Linked DNA regions of Mus musculus: region 2 is linked to region 1. Evidence: chromatin contacts called from public HiChIP or PLAC-seq data. All regions are on one chromosome and are shown on one strand. The core of a region is the stretch at or near the end of the contact, and the rest is flanking DNA. Distances in the headings are between cores, read along the strand shown. Region 1 overlaps Gm12694 (a long non-coding RNA gene). Region 2 overlaps Junos (a long non-coding RNA gene).

Region 1 (7,760 bases), core at 3,639-6,138:
AGACTGGGACATGACAGGCACTCAATAGAGCCTAGTTCTCTTCTACCCATCTTTAATCTAACTTTAACCTAAACACACCAGTGAGCTAGCACTCACCTTCCAGTGTTGGGCCCTGTGGTACCCTCACCCTCAGCTGGTTACAGTGGGGTAATAACTGTTCTCATGATGAAGTTCTTAGGGGTTCTTAGGAACAAAACATTTTCTTCAAAGGCTCCTCCTACATCTTATTTAACAGAGTTGGGCCAGAGTCTCATCCCTAAGCTTACCAATGGTAAAAGATCAAGCAATTGAATAAAGGAAGAAAAAGGAAAAGGGAAACTGGGGTAAAAAGGAAAAAGGACAAAAAAATGTAATGAATACTGCATAGGTGATAGCTGTGTCCCCTAGACCCATAGTTTTCTATAAACAAACCAAGGCTGAGAAGGGTTTAATTAATATGCCAGAGTCAAGGGTAGGAGTATGGCCATCACAGGAAGTGTGGCTAGCATAGGAAAAGTGGGTCACAGTTGGAGAATGAGGGGCAAGTGAGAGCAGGGTTAAGGACAAGGGTTCTAGCCTGTGTGGCGCTTTGAAGTCATTTTCAACAGGACTGACTACATTAACTTCCTAAAATTCTAGTTCCCAGAAATTAGGAAACTGTGAATATTAAAAATGTTTGTTTGTTTTGTTTTGAATTCTCCAGATGTTTTAATGCAGCACCAAGAGCAGAATCGCTGGTTTAGGAAGACAACAGTTGACAAGTGGAGATTCAATGCTGAAAGCACAGCGCTGTCAGGGAGACATGGTACCTGCCTCTTCTGTTTCCTCCCAAGTGACTGCTACTTCTTGAGGATAGCCAGGTTTTAGTTACTCATGTGACCCAGCACCTGACACCTGATCAGGCAGTTAATGATGGAATGAATGGGTCATTAATGATATACTCACAGAACACCATTTTTATACCACTCCTACAATGCAATCATGCTCCCATTTTACAGATGAGCAAATCAAAACCCTGATATTCTTTATGATCAACGAAAGAAATTGGGAGGCTAAGAAGTCAAACTAGAATTTAGAGAACAGTAGCCACCAAGAATAGGGTCCTGTGGCGGATTGCTTTTCTCCCTTTTCTCCAGGACCCCTTCTCTTTGTACCCCCAAAGCCTCAGATGTTACTGAGTCTGCCTTCCTGGCCTCTTTCATCCTCCTTGGAACCCTAGCCTGCTGGAAAAGAGGAAGAAAGGACTGGAGGTACTAACTAAGGCATATCTGGGGGTCAGGACCAGCCTGTGTCTGAGAATCTGCTGGAGTGGGAACTGACCACAGCCATCCGTACTGGGAGGCCCGGGAGCTGAACACAGCACCTCATTCATGGTGTGACCTTGAGTAAGCAACTCCTTACTTCTCGACTCCAGTGTCATCACGAAGGGTGTGTAGCAGAACATTTGGGTCACATACTCCAGTTCTGAGGTTCAGGTAGATACAGGGGGCTAAATGGGAACTAGTGAGCAGACCAGCATGTGCCTTGTTGAATAATGGTGTGAATTAAATGAGTTCTAGAAGCTGTTGCCATAAGGGCTGGTGGACTTGGCATTGTGAGGATTTTGGGGTTATTTTTTTAAGGATTGTTATTAAATCTATATTTTTTTAATGTGTGATCTTGTGGTTAATCTATCTGCCCAGTAATAACAATAGTAATCAACATGTGTGTGACAAAATAAATAACAACAAAAGCGTACGAAACCAGATTGAGCTTGGTCTCATTTGTGAGACCCCTGTACTAAACTGTCTAAAAGGCCCTTGCAGGACACAGGCCTTTAGCATTTCGGCAATAGCTGGAACTTTTATCCAGGAAGTAAAATCGAAATGGCACCATCCTTATACTCCTAGTACTTTGGTATGCACTTAATTCTGTGATCGCGGGAGAAACATCACCTTCCCAAAAGATCTGTCTGGTTTTAAACGCTAGGCTGACCCCTTCCTAGAGAAACAGTGACCTCTGGTGGAAAATGGCAGCAGAGCAACGCCGCTGTGCTGAGATAATTTAATGCTTAGGCAAACTGACTGTTTTCACTTGAAATAGATTTAATGAAGAATAATAAATAAAACCTAGACACATATGTACAGATGGTTTGATGTATGTTAGGCAAGAGTCAGGCTTTCATGTATACATTTGGGAGTAATTACTCTTAATCTAAAAAAAGAAGTTGAGGATTAGCGAAAGAACGAAAGCATTTGCTAGATTGACTGACAGCAATCTGGAATGGGCAGGCATGGAGAGAAAGCTAGGACTCGGGCAGTGTTCTGAGAATCAGAGACTTGAGTAATTTACTGAAGGTCTCAGTGATTGTTCCCATGCATGCTTTGATGAGTCCCCAACGACTCTCCAAGGCATGGACTATTAATTATCTCCATTTGACGAATAAGGAGCATGCAGAATAGGGACTCTGAGTGACAGAGTCCTTGGCCGTTAAAGGACTTCTGGCTGACTGTGCTGTCTTTTGCACAGTGTTGTGTAAGGTCTTCAGTCGTGTAACTAGAAATGGTGCCGCTGGGTTGCTCCCATGCACTCCAAGCCCTAACCCTGCAAATTACATGCATCTTGAACACCAGTGACTTTCACAGTGGTCATGAAAATCTTGAGTCACATCACAAAACAATGGGTCATCCTTCTTTATTTTTGAGGTCATAAGATAATTACATCTCTCCCTTCCTTTTCCTCCCTTCAAACTCTGCTGTGACCCCTCTGCTCTCCTTCAAACCCATGGCCTCCTTTCCTCTCACTAATTGTTATCACATGCATATATATGTAGACATATATACCTAAATGTAGCCTGTTCAGGCCATATAATGTTACTTGCATGTATGATTTCAGGGCTGACAATCTGGTACAGGAGAGTCAGTTGGTGTGCTCTTCCCTGGGGAAGATCATCTCCCTCTGAAATAGATCATTCTGGAGAAGCTGAAGATCCCATGGATTGGGTGAGAACTATTGTGCAGATTCGTGAGCTCGGCATTTTAATATGAGGTGTAGGATGGTAAATGAAAGTTCAGAAACCACGTCAGGAAGGATTTACTAAGACAGAACTGGGACCCATTACCAGGAGGGGAAAACTCAAGGAACATGCATTCAGTCCTTCCCTTGTGTGTTCATTGATGTTTACAGTGTTTGCTTATGTGCAGCCCTGTGTCAGGATTCCAGTGTTTACGTGTGTGGGGGCTTGTGTCCGGTGTGGAGGAGACAGCGATGCAGACATTACATGTGGTCTCATTAAACCTCATATAGAGAGGGTCAGAGAATAGCAGAAGTGTCTCATGGAGAATTATCTGTTCTCAGCAGGTTCATACAGAAGGACAGAACTCAAATGGACTGGAAGGGGTTGGCTGAACCGTGTGTGACACTGCGCTAGCACTGTCTGCTTAGAGACTAAAAGTCAGTGGGAAGCTTTCAGTGAGACTGAAAGTGGTGTTGGGTTGTGGTGGGACTTAACCCTCTTTCTACCCTTTGGGCCCAGAGTTCACTAGAAAGACTAACAATTGATATCGCCTCTCAGTTTTAGATAAGGACAGACAAAATTACAGCCATTGGTCTTTTGTTTTCTTTCTTGATCTTTTCTTTGTCTCTCAGTGATATTGTGGCCTTTTTTTTCCTTTTTTTTTTTTAATTTTCTTTTCTTTCTTTCTTTTTTTTTTTTTTTCTTCTTTTCTTTTTTTGAGACAGGGTTTCTCTGTGTAGCCCTGGCTGTCCTGGAACTCACTCTGTAGACCAGACTGGCCTTGAACTCAGAAATCCGCCTGCCTCTGCCTCCCAAGTGCTGGGATTAAAGGCGTGTGCCACCACGCCCGGCCTTTGTGGCCTTTTCTCTTCTGGTCACACAAGGTTCCTACAAACTTCGTCTTTTAACCATAAACTGTAAAGGACTGACATCAGAAATCTTGGGGGCAGGACACGAGCATTTTCTTTCCTATCACGTGTGGTGCTAGGGGTTGAGCCAGGGGCCTCATACGTGATGGGCGAGCATCCTGCCACTGACATGCATCCCCCCAGAATTTTTGTTCTTTACTTAAAAAAAAATTTGAACAGGGTGTTGCCAACTTGTCCAGACTGACCTTACACTCACCCTGTAAACCAAACAGCTTGAATGCACATGAAGCCCTGATAGGCATTGAACTTCTGATCCTTCTGATTCACTCAGGAGCTGGAACTACAGTCCTGCACTACCAGGCCTTGCTGGATCTTTCAAAGGTCCATCGTGAGACTTTCATTTCCATTGTAGATAACTGAAAAGCACAAAATAAGCTATAACAGCGTAGAAGGGCATCACCCAAATGACCATCACTGACATTATTTCCTACATTTGATTCCTCTGATTATAATTTATTTTATTTTTAAATACATATGATCAAGCCAAACCCTGCTATTTCATTTATGATTACTCAAAAGACATAGTTATATCAAGATCTTTATTACAACCATATTTAATCATATAGCTATTATATTATACTGAATAAATGCATCATACTTTATCTTTTCTCATATCTTGGACATTTCCAATATTTTGGTAGTATAAACAATGCTCAAATCTAAAACTTTCTATAAATATTTCAAATGTAAACAAATGTTGTGCACAAAGATGTTGGTTGTGACCTTTAATTTTCTACCTATCCCCTACCCCCAACATGCTCATGTCCTCTTGATCTTTATTGCACAATCCCAAGTCTCATGACGTGGCCTGAGCCATTCACTCTCTGGAATACTCATGAACTCCACTCATCTTTCTTAAAAGACGATCTTAAAAGCAAGCTCCATTGTTCTTTGCTTAGGACTGCTCCCTTCTCTGCTCTCTAAGACTTCTCGTCCTGGTCTCACCACCATTCTCTCTAATTGCTCTGTTAGATTGAGCAAAGCAAACATTTGGTTAATCATTTGGAAAATTGGTCATCACACTGCTGGCTGACTGGTATAATGGAGGTGGTCTAGTGTCAGAGCTAAAATCATTACTGAAGATAACACAGTTACTCATGCGTGTGTGTACAACCCGTCTACACGCTACCCTGTAAAGTCATTCTTTTTTTCTGTTTTTCTTTTTTTTTCTTTTTTTTTTTCTGGATGAATGTTCTTTGTTCTTGTAGGTTATAGCAAAGAAAGAACCCAGAGTCTAGGGCCCATTCTAATTCCACTCCCATATTCTACTAGATTTGGAGCAAAACTCTATGCTGGGCATCAAGTTGAGCTCTGAAAGTATACAACCAACCTAACAAGAAAGAGAGAGAGAGAGAGAGAGAGAGAGAGAGAGAGAGAGAGAGAGAGAGAGAGAGAGAGATTTGTATACAGAAGGCAAGCACACTAACAGAAAAGTGAAACAACCTGTATATGCATATGCCTATATGGCTACATAGGGTATTGGTTTAGGGAAATAAGGAATTAAACAAGACAAATGGTCCATATTGAAGAGACAGAAGAAACTGAGTGGAAGGGGAAGGGCAGAATTGAAATATGGAGGAGTATTTGAAGGTCAACAGATTGTCCCTGGGTGGAGCAGAGAGGAATGTATCAACCAGATAGCACAGAAAGGGACCTCCTTCAGGCATCAGAGTCATGCCATTGGGTGATATGAAGGTCAAAGTAAATAAGTCAAAAAATATGTGAAAACATGTAAAAAAAAAAGTTTAGGGTTATGGCCAAACTCACCTGCACCCAGCTAAAGGCAACTGCGCTACATCACAGCCCAGAATCACCAGTGCTTGTCTAAGGTCTCCCTGTAGCATGGACATTTGAAGTCCAGGAAACTACATCTTGCAAAATTTATATTCCCAGCATGCATTCATTTCCTAGAACTGCCATGACAAAATACCACAAGTTGTCCAATTAAGCAACAGGAATTTATTTTCCCACCGTCCTGGAGGCTAGAAGATGTAGATTAAAGGGTTAGCAGGGTGACTTCTTCTGACGCTTCTCTTCTCCTGTGCAAGAAGTCCTGCCTTCCATGCCATAGTCTAGAATGACACCGTATTTCTGGACTAAGGCCCACCTGACTCATTTCTTGCTACCTGTATTACCTTTTTAAAAGCCTTATTGGTGAATCCAGTCGCATTATGAGGTACCAGGGGATCAGGACTTCCCCATAGGGATTTCAGACGTATATTTCAACCTCTAACAATGAATTTCTGGATGACAGCCACACATTATTTCTATGATGTGTCACCTGACATAGAGGAGTCACTCAGTAAATAACCATTGAATCAGCCGTCGAGTCTCCAGATACTGTTAGGTATCCCTGTGTCTCCAAACACTCCCATCACCTGGGGAGCCTTCCCTCCCCCTCAGCACTTTGTCTCAGGGCCTTGTGTCCATGGGCAGAATCCTAAGCTTGCCCATCCTTTGTTCTTAACTGATAAGGAGAACCTCTACTCATCTGCCACAACGTGACTTAACTATCAGATTGTCAGAGAAGAAATGAGCATAGTTATGCAAAGTTACCTCACCTCAGTTTAAGCCCAGGCATTCACATTAGAGTAGAAAGTTGCTCCGTCCAGTAGATCCAACGGGGCTCATACCATATTTTGTCCACAGTCAAATTCCTTCCCTTTGTAATTTGTTTGTTTGGTTTTGGTTTTTTTTGTTGTTGTTGTTGTTGTTGTTGTTGGTGGTGGTGGTGGTGGTGGTGGTGGTGGTGGTGGTTTTGGTTTTTGTTTTGTTTTTTGAGACAGGGTTTCTCTGTATAGCCCTGGCTGTCCTGGAACTCACTTTGTAGACCAGGCTGGCCTCGAACTCAGAAATCCACCTGCCTCTGCCTCCCAAGTGCTGGGATTAAAGGCGTGCGTCACCACTGCCCACCCCCTTTGTAATTTATACATGTCAGCTGTCACCTTTCCCTTCAAGCCTGTTTTCTAGAAGAAACACCTGTACATTTATCACCACACAGCTGGAGGTATAAGTAAGACAAAATGTATTTACAGGAAATATCATTATAGCTGGTAATAAAACAGCGCATGCTCATTTAAGCTTTATCATGCAACTCAGAGTCTTAATACCAGACCTTACTTTTTTTTTTTTAATGATCTTGGAAGAGAGGCATGGCGGCTCATATTTGTAATCCTAGCACTCAGAATGCTGAGGCCAAAAGACTACTATGAGCTTAAGTCCAACCTGGTCTTCATAGTTAAGCACTGGGCCAGTCAAAGTCATAGAGTGAGACCCCCTTTCTCTTCCAAATTCCCAAATGTTAGATATGGAAGAGACGGGGTGCATGAGGAAAATATATGATAAAATTCTCAATGAACTCATAAAGAATTGTGACAATGGCAATGATGATATGATAAACAGCAGACTTCGCTCTTCAGACAACTTTCCTAAAGTCCTTTCAGGGTTCCTCAGTGTGACCCACTGCACCAACACCTCCATAGAGTGTACTAGCACATAAAATGATTAAAGTAAGCCTAGGATACAGTCAATGATTAGTAAGCAGTATCTGTAATCGTACCTCGAAGAACACCACCTGCACTTCACAAGGTATATGTCCTTCCTCCACACCATACACAGAATGCCTTCACCTATTCTGCTTGTGAAATAATAGTAAATTCACGAAACGGGTCTCTGGCATTTTAAGAGTTCTACATTTTCATTCCAATCTTATTTGTGCCATCCTAAGCTACTTCCCAGAGAGTTGGGATTCTTTCTGGATGTGTTCTTTCTGTGCCCGTGCCTTTGGGAAAAGCACACACTGGGCTGTACCATGGACGAGGCGAGATGTGCTTCATACTTCATTCCTCAGGACCCTT
Region 2 (7,760 bases), core at 2,757-5,256, 160 kb before region 1:
GGCTTTCCTCTGGAAGGTACTTGTATTCTTGCTTGCTCTTTAGGGTTCAAATATAATGTGAATGATGGATTATGAATCCTTGTACTCTTTTGAAAGCGAAAATAACATAAAAGCCTCTTGGGATTTTTTTTTTCTTTACCAAATAATTCACTCAACAAACTCTTCTAAAGGCGGGCTGTGCCCAGGGTTGTGTAAGGAGATACATAGCTCCCTCTAGGCCTCTGTAAAAAAGGCTTAGGCCCAGCTCACAAAGAAAGCAAAGAGAGTATGTAAGAGGACCCAGGGGAGATGTAGGCCCTATCCCAGAGGAGGTGAAAAGATTGTATCTTGACGTATGAACTGGGATTTCACGGATGGCACAGTGTAGATAAGCTATGATCTGAACAAGTTTGTGCTTCACCTCCTACCACGAGAGCATAGAGAGACCCGCCAACCCAAGGCACTTAGCAATAAAAGGAACCCAGTGATAGTTATAGTATAACTGGTATAAACCGCAACACCTGAAGGAACCAACCACATGGCCACCTGACTCCATGCTAAGGTTTTAGAGGTATGAAGAATGGGCTCCAGTCCCATTTCATATACACTGAAATCATGGATGAAATGGTTGATGAAAATGGCACCCTGGGAGAAGAAATTGCCTGACCTAGTTGTCAGCTTCCTCCAGCCCTCCTGAACACTGACATAGCATCTTGGAAACAGTGTTCAAGATAGGAAGGTGTGCATCCCCATCACTATCCTCCAGCCAGTGTGGAAGCAACACAAGACTTCCCAAACTACTCAGACATCCAACTCCACACACCTGGGAACACTGCCTTAGTTCTTAGCATTTCTCCTTGATATCAGTTCACTTCTTTGGTTAAAGGCTGCCCCTTCTCTTGAAGGGGAGTATTTGGGAAAGTCTTGAGAGTATAAGAGCAAATCCAATTGGTTCTAAGACACAATTGATACTTTTATCCTTAAAGTATGGTAATGATATGCTATAAGCCACGAGCACCATGCAAGAGTCATAGATGCTGGGAATGGTGTTGTTAATATGGAGAAGATGCCGCTAAAATGGAGAGCTGGAACCAGATCACGAAGTACATTGAATGCCATCTTCAATGAGTTTGGACTCACCCAGCTGGCAATAGTGAGCCTATGGTGCTTACTGTTCAAAAGGATATTTGATTATGTGGTTCTTTGGGTGTGGGGGGCAGGGGGAATGGGAAAAAACTAAATAAGATCAGGGAACACAGCAGCCATGAAAGCAATTTCCCCATTTAGTTTTATGGTTTCTACTTACTTGTCCTTGTTAATGCTATCTGTTCCCTACCATACCCCAATGCCATCATCAAAGAATTGTATCTCAGTGGACACATTTCAAAAGCTTCAAGTCCAGCCCAATCCCAGCCAAGGTTGCCCTGGAAACCTTGAACACACCACAGCCAGTCCAGGCTCATTGGGCATAAGATACAAGCTTCTGTATTCTGAGCATCCTATCATGAAAAGTCCCTGAAGACTTGTTCTCCCTGTGGAAGAGTATATTGTCTTGTCTCCTTCCATGAGCTCTCATCCTGACTGACGCTGCCTGGGGCCCAAGTCAAAGCCAAGAAACTAATGCAAAGATGGCAGCATGACCTTTTGAGCTATTCTGAGCATTAATAAAGGACAGGCTTGAAAGATAAGAGTCTCTGTGTCATCAGATATCTCTGAACAAGTTTGTACTCAAAAGGATTCCTGCAGGTGATTGAGCAGTTGTATCTGACCAATGAGTTGCTGGCTCTTTGGCCTCAGACCCTATTCCCTCAGCTGTAGAATGGTAGTTGCAGAAGTCCTTTCTCTCAGGGGGAACAGGGCAGTAATGATGCTTGGCCCGGTGCCAGATACCAGGACCTACTCAGCAGACACTGTAAACTACCATAGTTACTGTCAGCTCATGAGAGGCAATGGCTGAGTTCTGTGCTTCCTGTTCCTTCTGTGTGTGACCCTAAACCGGGAACACAGGGCAGTACAAGTCCCACAGACAAATGACTGGCCGCTAATGGTATTTAATCTAACTTTGGGGTGGGGGGGCGGGGGGGGTGAATCCCAAGAAGTAAAGAGGCAAGGCCAAGACCACATGTGAAGATTCAGGGAGGCTTGGGTTGGAACCATCCCCTCTGAGGCCTAGCCATGATTTTGGTTCTCCCGTTGGCACTGTTCCTCTTTCTGTCCCTAAGTAACACCCAAGACCTCAGGCTGTCTCATTCCCTGAGCCTTGTCAGTTGTAAGTTCAGACCACTGACTGCCCAGACATCCTGTATGGATCGCAACACTACAAGCTGACAGTGTTGCTGAAATCCACCTTCTGTATTAGGGAGGTGACAGGCAGAGAGTAAAAATCAGAGATCCCAGTCTTTCAACCAGTAAAGCTCAGAACTAAACCTGGGAGGGGGTGGTCCTAAGACTGTAGACAGCACCGGTCAGCTGTGGAGGCCTACTGAGAGGAGGCACAGTACAAACAGAGACATGGTGGTGACAACAAGTCTGTACAGCCTGGGCTGCAGGCAGCAGAAGAGGGGTGGAGGTGGTGGGGGTGGATCAGAAAGTCTCCTGGAGCAGACAGTGGCCTTCTTCTGGCATCCAGACTTGACTAGGTTTTCTCCAGGTTGAAGAGCTTGGCGAAAGGGAGGATGGGAGGCTATGCGGGGAGGATGGGAGGCTATGCAAAGGAAAGGAGGTACCTTTGCTGAGGCAAACAGGTGTGACCCTGCTGGGGTGGGGTGTGGTCACTGGAGGAGAGAGAGCTAGGTGTGTGACACTTAGGCTAACGAGGCAGGAAGATCACGAGTTCAAGTCTGGGAGTTGGGGAGATGACTCAGCAGATTAGAGCTCTTGCTGATCTCCCAGAGGACCTATGCTCTCCTCCCAGCAACCAGCATAGGGCAGCACCTAACAGCCTCTAATTCCAGTTCCTGTCTTTTGAACTCCTTGGGCAAACACACACACACACAAGCACGCACGCACGAAGTGGGGGAGGAGCAGGAGGGGGAGAAAGAGGAAACGAAATATTTGGTTTTTTTGTTTTTTTTTTTTAAGGAGTTCAAGGCTATCCCCAGCTACTTGGTGAGTTAGAGACTATTCTAGGCTATATAAGGACAAGTCTCAAAGAAAGAGAGAAAAATTAGATACTGACCCAGAGTCTGAGATGAGCCAGTGACTTCTGGAAGCTTCAGAGTCCTCACCTGTACAGTGGACATAATGCCGGCTTTCCAAGTTTCTTTATGAAATGAGACACATGCACGACTATATCCTGACTCAGTGCTACTCTTTATATTCACCTCATAAAACTCCCTCCCTCAATAAAATTTTTTAAATGAGCATATTTTTACTTATGCTCCCAGAAGCACTAAGAATCTATCTCATGATTAGTCATACGCCATAACAATACAATTAATAATAATGTTAATTACTGCTGATTGAAGGCACTAAGTGCTTAATATGTATAATCTATAGCTAATCTAACCCTCGGAGCGTATCTAAAGATAAGTATCATTACTCCCATTTTATGGGTGAGGATAATGAGACAGAGAAGTTAGGAAATGTACACAGGTCACCCGCTGGGTAGGGATAGGTCTGGCCTTTGAGAAGAAAAAAAAAAGTGCATCTACAAAAAGGTCAGAGTAGAGTGAGGAATGCCCTGAGTTTGGAGTTCATGTTGGTCTTGGCGATCTCCCTCTGTTTCTTTCTCAGAAAGAAAGCAAACATTTTAAGTGTCCACGGAGAGAGGGGCAGCCTTACAGATGAGGAAGAAGGGTCCGAGCTCAGGCTCCCCCAGCCGCCCAGGACCGTGGCTGTCCTGCGCAGGTCCCTGCGCTGCCCCTTCCCACCGTGGGTGGCTCCCAGCGGCAGGGAATCACATTATCTGTTGGGAAGGCGTCCAACACCCTCCTCCCGCCAGCCAGTGTTTGCTCAAGGCCTAGCTCTTCAGAAACTGAAACCAGCAGCCCGAGCTGCCAGCCTGAGGACGCCCGCGGGCTCTGCCCAGGCTTTACCTTCTATGGGGAGGCCCGCGGAGGGCGGAGCGAGCCGGCGCCGCTGACGTGGCCGCCCTGCCCTCGCCCCGGGCGCCCGCCTCCTCCGCGCCGGGTGTGGGAGCGCGGGGCTGGGAGAGCGAGGTGCGCGGGCGTGGGAGCGCAGGAGCAGCCGGCGTCTGGTGCGGGAGGCTGGGGTGGCGAAGCGCGGGCGGGGCAGGCGGTGGCGGCCGGAGAGCCCGGGGCGAGCAGTGGAGGGCAGGAGAGTAGGGCGTGAGTCTTAGAGCTAGGAGAGGAGAAAGAAAATAATGTCTGGTCATTATGTTTGGCGACAGGGACCGAACCTAGTACCCAAGAAGCGCTCAGGACATGTTGACAGTGGTACTGTCCTTGCCCATCCGATAGGGGGACAGTGTGCCCTATGAGTTTATGAACTTTCTTCCTTCACAGTGTTTAGGCACAGACTGAAGGAGATCAGGCGATCCGAGAGGGTGTAAAGGATGAGAATGGATAGGGACTCAAACTTGCTGTCTCCCAACACTGATGTGATGACCTCAGAAAGCTTGAGCGGGACAGTAGCTGAATTAGAATCCAGAAGGCAAACTTAGAAAAGCACTTTGTAAACCACTGACTTAAGACAAAGGTCTCTTTCACCTTCAGAGTTCCTTCAGCTACGTCCTCTTACTAGCAAAGCAAATAAACCCACAATTTGCTTCCTAAATAATTAATCAAAACCCAGAAGTCACTCAACACATTTTCAGTAAATATTCACTGGAAATGTCTAAGTACCAGTTGTGGCCAAGTGCTATGCTGGGCACTCAGGGGGTGGCAAAGGAGACGAACAAAGGCTATGTCCTCATGCATTACCCAAACTGTTGGACACAGAAATCGAACAACTCAGATACTGACATCCAACTAACCAAAGATACAGGTGTGTCTACAGTAGACAGATAATGTTTTCAGTCAAAAGTAAATAAAGGTGTCTTTCTCTTCTGTGGCCTCATAAGTAGAGAGAGAATCTTGCCTCTGTACATGAGCTAGAGAGAGAGGGGGGAGAGAGAGAAAGAGATAGAGAGAGTATTAATTCTGTTATGGATCTAGCAAGTCCAAGTTCCTGAGATTAGCAGCATAAGGCTGCGTGGAGAAAGCCTACAGGAAGAGCCCATGGCTTGCTTCCTGTTTATGTGTCCCTCCTCACAAGAAACTCCTAACAGATGGCCCCCACTCAGTTCTCAGTGAGTGAGTGTCTAAGAGGATGACCTTTGAAACCAGGTTTCAAGAGTTGACTTCAAGGCCTGTCTTAGCAGACCTCTAACCACGGGCCAAGTACTTAACCTCTGTGTGCCTATGCTCCTATTCTGTGAAGTGTTATGGATAATACCTAGTCCACAGAATTCTAGGCATTAGAGACGGTGCTTTAAGCAGGTGGCAGGGATTCGGTGTGTGCGCAGCAGTGCTTTGGTGCTCTCTGCCTAGAGAAACCTTCCTCCCCCTTTCTCTTCTGGGAGAGTGTGTATTTATAGTCCAATGTCACCTCCTTTCTGGAACCTCCCTTGCTTTATTGGCAAGGTAATTGGATGCTTTGTCTTCTATGTTCCCATCTCTTTCATAGTACCTTAGAGGACCCTTCATGCTCCAATTAGGTTGTCTAATGTGGTGTGTTTTCCTTCTTTATTCGACTACAAGTTCTTAAAGAGTGGGGACTATCTACAATTTGCCCCATCTCTAAGAAACCAGGCAGTCCCCAGAGCAGGGTGAGCTCTTGACACTCTCTTGAGTGAGTGGGTGGATGGGTGAGTGGGTGGGTGGATGGGTGAGGGGGTGGGTGGATGGGTGAGGGGGTGGGTGGATGGGTGAGGGGGTGGGTGGATGGGTGAGGGGGTGGGTGGATGGGTGAGTGGGTGGGTGAATGGGTGAGTGGGTGGGTGGAGGGTGAATGAGTGGGTGGATGGGTGAGGGGGTGGGTGGATGGGTGAGGGGGTGAGTGGGTGGGTAAGAGGGTGGGTGGATGGGTGAGGGGGTGGGTGGATGGGTGAGGGGGTGAGTGGGTGGGTAAGAGGGTGGGTGGATGGGTGAGTGGGTAGGTGGATTGGTGCTGATGGATGGATGATAGGTGAAGTAATCCTCCCAGGACTGTGAAATTCGAGTCCAGAGTCTGTGTTTAGTTTATGTGGAGAATATCGCATTTTTGAGTTTCTGTTTTGCCATCTGGATCTTGGAATAAAAGCACTGTATTTGGGGGTCAGAAGTTTAGGGCAGATGTATACATACATGACAGCACACAGATGTATACATACATGTATACATACATGACAGCACACAGGAAAGACTGCAGAGGAGTCAGTGTTTGTACTCTAGCCCCAGCTCTACCCCTTGTTAACAGGATGGTCTTTGACCAATCTTGACCTTGTTATAATGGGGAAGGCAGAACACACTCATGACCTGTTGAGAAAATCAAGAGATATTCTTTGTAAAAAGCCTGGGGTGCAGAACATATATATATTCAGAAATTAAACTTGCCTCCCTTCCACACCTACCCCCTTTGTCTGTTCTCCAGACACATAGGCCTGGACGCTCAGTACCCAAGACAGCTGTTCAGATGCCATATTTTGCTCAGAGTGACTAATGCCCCTTAAGCCAAGGTTGGAAAGCTGACTCCCGAACCAAGTTTAAACTTGAGTGCTGAGTTAGAAGCAGGGAATGCGGCTGACTGGTTGATTTAATTAATAAGGACACTTTTGAAAGAGAGCCCTTTTAAAACCAACAAACATTCCAAGGAAATTGAAAGCAAGAGCTAATCCATGATTTCATGTGTAGGTTTCTCGTGTGACTGAGAGAGTCCTTATGTAAAAATATGAATAATAAATCGTCCAAAGCCCACGTGAGCATTTTTTTCAAACTCTTAAGAGCAGTGGTTAGAATTGGCTTTGGAATCAATTAGCCAGTTAATTGGGGTACTATGTTGTAACAAATCTTAACTGTCCTTCTACTACACTATAGTATATTCTAATAAACTATTCAAAATCCTCCAAGTATACTTATCAGTTACTACTGGACCTAGAATATTAGCACATCACACATGAAGCCCCCCAGTCATCCCCCACCTTCTTACTCTGATTTCGAAAAGGCTGAAATGGGGGCACCGAGGGCCTTGGGCCTGAGCTTACCCATGGCTCAGCCAGGGAACATTTGGCAGGAGAACTCAAAGGGGAAACCTGAGAGTGCAGGACCTGAGAGATGTCCTCCAAGACGTAGGGATCTTATTAGCAAAGCCAAGCGCCCTGCCAAGGAGGGCATGTGTCTGAATACCCAAAGAAAATAGGATACAACTCACTTTAATGTCAGCACCTCCAAAACTTGGGGGGGCTACTTGCATTTCTGCCTTTTTCTTTTTTAACTCCCCAGCCCATATCTTGACCAATGCACGTTTCTGTAGCTCTCTCCTGAAAATTGCCTTAGAAGCCCCTGACAGAGAACAGTTCCCCTCCTTTCCCCTATATGCTTAATGGTACACAGTGTTCCCATTGGGATCTCGCTTCAAGACAATGAATGATGTGCTGTCCTTCTTCTCTCATCTCCCCAAGCTTCCTCTTTTTCTCTGCATTCATGGAGAAGTAATTGGTCCATGCTAAACCACAAGGGCTTGCCGAGCTCTGTGAGCTACAGACCTGGGAAAGCTTCCCCACCATCCAGACAGCCAGCATTTTCATAACCTCCATTTTTTTTCTGGCCTTTGTACATTTTTCTCCTGTCTCCCTTCAGCAA

Evidence for each region. HiChIP or PLAC-seq counts read pairs in DNA pulled down with a chosen protein or histone mark.
Region 2: a FOXA1 HiChIP or PLAC-seq map of pancreatic cancer cells shows a contact between it and region 1. The contact joins two enhancer-like sites. A contact is called at or near these places in 1 of 15 datasets of contacts at CTCF or cohesin (the NIH/3T3 cell line), 27 of 484 Hi-C or Micro-C datasets (the AML12 cell line, the C10 cell line, the C2C12 cell line and 19 more) and 3 of 115 datasets of contacts at active chromatin or transcription factors (the NIH/3T3 cell line, bone marrow-derived dendritic cells and pancreatic cancer cells).

The regions. Positions count from the first base shown.
Region 1 is chr4:95,002,564-95,010,323 of GRCm38.p6, reverse strand. All of the region lies in intron 2 of Gm12694 (a long non-coding RNA gene), which reads right to left. Among named protein-coding and RNA genes, the nearest start is that of Gm12694, 27 kb to the right of the region's middle. Within about 2 kb of position 4,888, at least 11 of the 459 cell types and tissues checked have an H3K27ac peak or open chromatin away from gene starts, as enhancers often do. A contact at or near this core is called in liver and pancreatic cancer cells, where this site is marked.
Region 2 is chr4:95,157,712-95,165,471 of GRCm38.p6, reverse strand. It overlaps Junos (a long non-coding RNA gene), which reads right to left. Exons shown (of 5, transcript XR_867920.3): 4 at 4,017-4,281. Among named protein-coding and RNA genes, the nearest start is that of Gm12708, 32 kb to the left of the region's middle. Within about 2 kb of position 4,006, at least 294 of the 459 cell types and tissues checked have an H3K27ac peak or open chromatin away from gene starts, as enhancers often do. A contact at or near this core is called in liver and pancreatic cancer cells, where this site is marked.